Regions from separate parts of the Pan troglodytes genome. Here region 1 is linked to region 2. Evidence: chromatin contacts called from public Hi-C data. All regions are on one chromosome and are shown on one strand. The core of a region is the stretch at or near the end of the contact, and the rest is flanking DNA. Distances in the headings are between cores, read along the strand shown. Region 1 has its middle 160 kb from the start of TBL1XR1. Region 2 holds the start of TBL1XR1 (TBL1X/Y related 1).

Region 1 (2,826 bases), core at 134-2,633, 160 kb after region 2:
ACCCCCGCCCCGTCAACAAAACAGCTCTGCCCTGTAAGCCTGTGGGTGTGGGTGAAGGTGGAAGTGGGTCGGAAGAGGCTGCGGGCTCCACTTTGCCAGGAGTGTAGGGGGAAGGGCTGAGTTGAGGAAACAATGGGTCTAGCACTTCTGCTGACCTTGTTTTCAGAAACAACCACAGGGCCTCTGGCCCGAGTGGAACTTGACTCATAAAGGCGAGAGACTTGACTATTGAAAAAGGTCTCCTATGAAATCTGAATTTCACTTAATCCTCAGAACAACTGTTGAGGGGGTTGTTACTACTCCCATTTTAAGACGCGGACTGTAGAGAGGGTAACCACCCTGTCCACATTCACACAGCGAACACGTGGTGGGGCAGGGCTCAAGTCCAGGCGATTCCAAAGTCCCCCCGTGCTGTTTGCGCCACGCGGTGCTCCCACCAAGCCCACTCCGCGGGGAGAAAAACCACAGGCCTCGGAGGAGGAGCGGCTCCTCGCAGTGGGGTGGGGCAGAGGCCAGCATGAGGCCTTGTTCACTGGAGGATTCCACAGGCCTGGAACGGAAAGAATGGGAGCTCTGCAGGCAGGCAGAGCCCAGGGCGCCCAGTGCCCCCAGGCTGCGACAGCCAAGTCGGTGGGCGCGCCTGGCGGGGCTTGAAGGAAAGGTCCAGAGCCGGTGGGAAAGGCCAGGCCCCGGGGTAGAGCGCTTCCTTCCAGATCCCGGCCTTTAACTGCAATTCCGTTTTAAGGGCAACCCTGCCCGGTTCACACCTAGCCTTGAAGATGACAGATTGCACTGTGAGCAATTTGCAGGGTGAGAACGGGAGCCTACGACTCCGCACCTGCACTGCCAGAGCCATAAATGCAGCAAATCATGGCCTATAAAATGTCACCACTGCTGAGGTGCAATTTTCCAGGGGTCTTCTGCAGAGGGAACTCCACCACGGAGAGCGACCCTCGGCTCTGCAGCCTAAGAGGAAGGCCCCTGCAGGGTGGGGGAGGGAACAGGGAGGTCTTTCTCCCCATCCCCTTCGTGCCACTGCTCCCCCCTTTGTGACCCCACTCTGCCACGTGGTAAAAGCTTCCGGGGGGAGGCATTAGTTATTTCTGCCTGAGGAGTTTTTGACCAAACGTAAACATCAGAGGAGCGGGAACCCGAGCCCCGCCTGGGCTGGGCGGCAGCGACCCCGACGCCGCGGCGGCAGAGCCGGAGCTCGAAGCAGCTGCCGCGGTTGCGAGCCGCCCCTCCCCCGCCAGGCTGGCGAGCCCATTTTCGCTTGGCCGGTCTCCGCGCTGCCGGATGGATTGCGCCCCACCCCCGCTCCTCTGCTCAGTCATTCAGACTTGGAAAGTCAATAACACGCTGACATCATCAGGGGTTTGTGTATTATTACACGGCTACTTTCCAGAGTACCTGGCATTATCTAAGAGAGGAGCACTCCGGCTGCCCAAGAAAGGGCCTGAACTGGGAGCTTGGCGGCCTCGGGGAGGGGCGGCTGCTCAGAGCCAGGCCTTTCCCTAGTGGGGAGGGCATCTGCAAGGCACAAATTAGAAACAGATTATGAGCTTTTGCTTCACTAAATGCAGATGCACTTTAGATATCGATACATGCTTCATTTTGGCTTCGGGTGCACTTATAAATCATCCTTAAGCGACCTCTATTTCTACCAAAGACATCCACTTGGTCTTTAAGAAGCATTCTCAGTGATCCTCACAAAGGAAAAAAAAAAAAAGGAGATATCTTCTGTGACAGGAAGCCAAAGGCTGATTTTCTTTTTTTTTTTTTTGAGACTCTTGGAGTGTGTGTGTGTGTGTGTGTGTGTGTGTGTGTATATGTGTGTGCGCGCGGGCGCGGGCGCGCGCGATTCTCTGTTATGTAATCGCCATCACGGGTGATTAGGTCTTCTAGGTCTTTCCCTCCAGGGCTGAACTGGATGGTTTGGTTGCTGTGTTTTTCTTAAGCCTCACACAGGGCAAACACACATGAAAAACATGTCCCAGATTTATGGCGCAAAACTGCTCTCCAAGCAAATTGCCTTAGAAGACTGTCTCGGTTTTGGAGGAAGGAAATAGATGAATTTGTTGCTAATTAAGACTCCTTATCTTACTACTCTGGCATTTCCTTTTTTCTAGAACGAGTTTTTAAAAATAATTTTATGTAGTTTAGATGTTCCCTCCCTTCCCCCTTGCTGTAATGGTACTTGAAATAGCTTAAATAACTAATTGTATAGACAACTGTACTTTTGTTCTACACACACACACACAAACACATACACACCAGTTAACGTGAAAGGCAGTAACTCATACAACATGGTACCTTTTCTGTTTGGCCATACAGACTGTTTCCTTCTTTACACACACAGGGCTGATCTCATTTAAATTCTCTTAGCATCTTAAATTGCAAAAAATGGCAGCCAGCTGAAAACTGGCTACCTGGAGAATTACAAGGGGAGAGAGCTGTTCTTTGGCCTCATCTTAATCTCTCTGTACCTCAAGCACGGAGTCATCTCTGATTGATAAAAGTCTTTAGAGCTCCCCAGGAGGAAGCGAAGCAGACATGTTTTTCAACAATGTAACAATTTCCCTATGTGTACTTGATCATTTCGGGAGAACTTGTAGTAGATTATGACTACTTCCCTCCAGATGGTCTGACGGAAAAACTCTCCCACCAGACTTGCACTTCTAAAATCACTTCCCCAGGCCTGGCCCTCCCACCCCACCCCTATTTCCCCTTTCGGAGGTGCAGGCAGCTGGGGAGGCCTGGAGCACCAGACCTCCAAGATGGCCCAGCATGTGTTGAGTCTGGAGGCTGAAGCTGCTGAAGTGGGGA
Region 2 (3,135 bases), core at 69-2,568:
AGAGGAAGTTACCGAGAAACCACCCTCACAACGTGGCCTTTACACTGTCAGAAAATAACGTGACTCTGTGCCACCCAAAACTTACCAGGAAGCTGGCAATAACTTTGCCAATTCTACACTCCTGAACCCAACTTCAAAGAGCCTCCACCGAATACCTCCTTAAGACGATAAAAAGCACTAAGTTACAAATAAACACGTCCCGGAGCAAGGCCCGGCTGCCGCGCGCCCCTCCCCCGGCCGGCGCCCCCGCCCCGGACGCGCGGCCCCAACAGCCGCCCGCAGCCCCTAGCACGCCGGCCGGGGTCGCCGCGCCCGGGCCGGGGACGCGCCCGGGGAGGGGAGATTTCCATTGCCGCCCGAGGTTTCACAAAATAGCATGCACCGAAAAGCTCCTTCTCCTCTGCTAAAAATAGGCTATAAAGGAGTCGGCCTCATGATGGCTCCTTGATTCAATTTGCTGCAAATCCTTTCCTGAAAGCCTCCCTCCCTCAAACACACACGCACAAAAAGGGGGTGTAAATGCACGAAGGGAGGAAGAGGGGGAGAAGGCCGAGGTGCACATTTTCGGGGACAACATAATTAGGGTGAGGATCCCCCGAGACCGGGAAAGGGTAGGGGGGTGGGCAGGCACGTGAGCATTTCAAAGAAACCTGAGAGAGGAAAACGGGGGGATGGGGGCGCCCCAAGTGCCCTCCCTGCCTTCCCTTCCCCCACGCAAGCCCAGTTCCCCCAAGGGCCAAGTTGAAAAATGCATGTTCCACTCGCGCCCATCCCCCCCCGCGGCCCAGCGCCCCCGGCCGCCTCTGGCCCGCGCCCCCCGCCCAGGCCCCCGGCCGCCCCCACTCCAGGGTCCGGCCCCCAGCGCTTACCTGGAAACGGTGGCCTCCAACGCCGCTCCCCCCTCCCGGGAATGGAGGCACAAGGAAATTCCCCTCCTCGCCGCCGCCGCCACCGCCTCCAACCACCCCCAAAATAACCCCTCCGGGGGGTGAGAGGCAATTATAACCCCAGCGAGCGGAGGGCGCGGGGGATGGGCGCCGGGCGGGCGGGGGCGGGGAGCGCGGCGCGGGTCCCCAGGTGGCGAGCGGAGGTGCTCCCGCCGCGGGGGGAGGGGCGGGGGCGCACGCGGCCGGCGGCGGGGGGAGGCGGCGCGCGGGGGAAGGGCGCGAGCGGGGAGAGGAATTGAGGCAGAAGGTAAAAGCTGTTACTAAGGGAAAGAGCCAAACGGTTCGGAGCAGCCAACGGCTCAGACACTCAACACTGGGGAGAGAGGAATGGGGACCAGCCAGGCACAAATGAGCTCGCGAGGCCCGCGGCGGCGGCGGCGGCGGCGGCGGCCGCGCAGCAAAACAAACCCGAGCGGCCTGCGCCGGGCGGGCGGGCGGGCGCGCGGGGGAGGGGCCGGCGGGGGAGGGGCGCCGCGGACGCCGGGAGGCGGCGGCGGCGCGGCGGGGGGGCTCCAGCGGCCGCGCTCCTCTCCCTCCCGGCCCGCTCTGGCGGCACTGGGGGCTGGGCTGTGCGGCGCATTCTTTTAAAAATCAGGCGAGCCCCGCGGGCACTCGAAGGCGCCTCGGGGCCCCGGGCCGCCCGCCCCGCCCCCACCGCCGCGGGCCGGCCTGGGTGTGCTCGGGTGTGGGCCGCTGGGCCCGAGACGGGTGGGGGCGGGGAGGCCCGCGCGGTGGCCGGGGTGGAGCCGCCGGCGAAGTTTCCCAAGGACGCCGCGGGCTCCCGCGTGTCCGGGGGGCGGCCCGGCGGCGTTGGGGGCTGGGCGCACACGCGGCGGGCATGTGGGGGAGTGCGGCGCGGCATCATATGGACATTTGTTTGTGAAAATCTCTGTGAACACCTTTGTGTGCGTAAATACATATGGTTCTCCGAAGCGTACCTGGAAAGGTGCTTTATCTGTAATAAGCGACTTTCAAAATGTGATCCAGAGCACGGGATCTGGAGAGAAAACACACGCACACAAGAAAAGGTTTTTGATACTAAACACAAAGCTGTAATTGAAGTATTTATGCCCAAATGTACTGTGAATCAAGCATATGGTGGTATTTATCATCTGGTGGGTCTGTTTGAAAGGTTTGCTCGATCAGTTCTTACTTCACAAAAATAAAATAATGTAACTAAATGTTTACTAAATATATACCTCCACGGTGGCATCCACAGTAGAAGTTTATCCACTTTGTGTACTTTTTGCATGTGTGAAGCACAGCAAGGCGGTTTATAAAGTATAACTTAGATGAGTGATAATGTGGCAGTATGGTTGAGGGAGGGTTGTTTTTAAAGAAGGGAGGCACCTCACAGGTTTTAAAGCAAATGGGGTGGTAATCTTGCTAAGACTTTCAGAAAGATGGGGTAGGGTGGTTTTTAGAGCTTTGTATAAGCTCAGGACTGGAGAAGCAGCCACCCTTTTACATTAAGATACGACTTGAAACCTTTTTGTTATTTCGGTTATTACTGCCTTCAAAGCAAAATAATGTTTGCAGCTTTCTTAAAGGTGAAGGGTTCTGTTTTCCTACTTTCATCAGAATATTTGAAAATAGATGTAGTGATCACTTTAAAGCAACCATCATTTCCTCTCAATGTCAGAAGCCTGAAGTTTTGCGACACACACACACACACACACACACACACACACATTAGTCGTAACTTGCACCAGTCTGGACTCCTGGTGGCCTAATAAGTTCAGTAATTAGACAGATGCTTTCTTGGCCAAGGTCAATGTCTCTTTCCCCCCTGAGCCCTTGCTTGGGGGAGCTGCCAGAGGCCTTTCCTGAATGACCTAGTGGGGCAGGGAGCAGGAAAACCATCAGAGGAAAGGGAGTGGGATTGGAAACTCCCTTCCAACCACCAGAGAGTTCAAAGCATATTAGTCGTATGTCCTTAGAGCTATTTTCATGTATGAAAGTGGGAATGTTGGATTAAACAATGTCACCCGATGGGAATTTAGATAACTGCAGGTTTCCAAAACACTATGCAGAGTGTACAGGGAAACCGCACAAAGCAAGTTTTGCATTTCAATAGGATTCTAAAGCTGAGGCTTGTTTACCTCAGAACTAACACCTTTCAGAAGACTTTATTTCAGAATTGAAAAGAGTATATAGTATCTTCCTTTTTTTTTTTTGAGTTGATAAA

The links. Hi-C and Micro-C count contacts between places; a contact is called where the count stands out from the background.
Region 1: a Hi-C map of induced pluripotent stem cells shows a contact between it and region 2, with 4 times the contacts expected there. The contact joins the enhancer-like site here to the promoter of TBL1XR1 in region 2. A contact is called at or near these places in 5 of 7 Hi-C or Micro-C datasets (blood, induced pluripotent stem cells, a lymphoblastoid cell line and 1 more), 1 of 1 datasets of contacts at active chromatin or transcription factors (stem cell-derived excitatory neurons) and 1 of 1 other capture datasets (stem cell-derived neural stem cells).

The regions. Positions count from the first base shown.
Region 1 is chr2:180,558,863-180,561,688 of NHGRI_mPanTro3-v2.0_pri, forward strand. No RefSeq gene overlaps it. Among named protein-coding and RNA genes, the nearest start is that of TBL1XR1, 160 kb to the left of the region's middle. Within about 2 kb of position 1,384, at least 24 of the 24 cell types and tissues checked have an H3K27ac peak or open chromatin away from gene starts, as enhancers often do. A contact at or near this core is called in induced pluripotent stem cells, a lymphoblastoid cell line, stem cell-derived excitatory neurons and 2 more, where this site is marked.
Region 2 is chr2:180,394,569-180,397,703 of NHGRI_mPanTro3-v2.0_pri, forward strand. TBL1XR1 (TBL1X/Y related 1) reads right to left here and starts at 1,319. Exons shown (of 15, transcript XM_016942314.4): 1 at 870-1,319.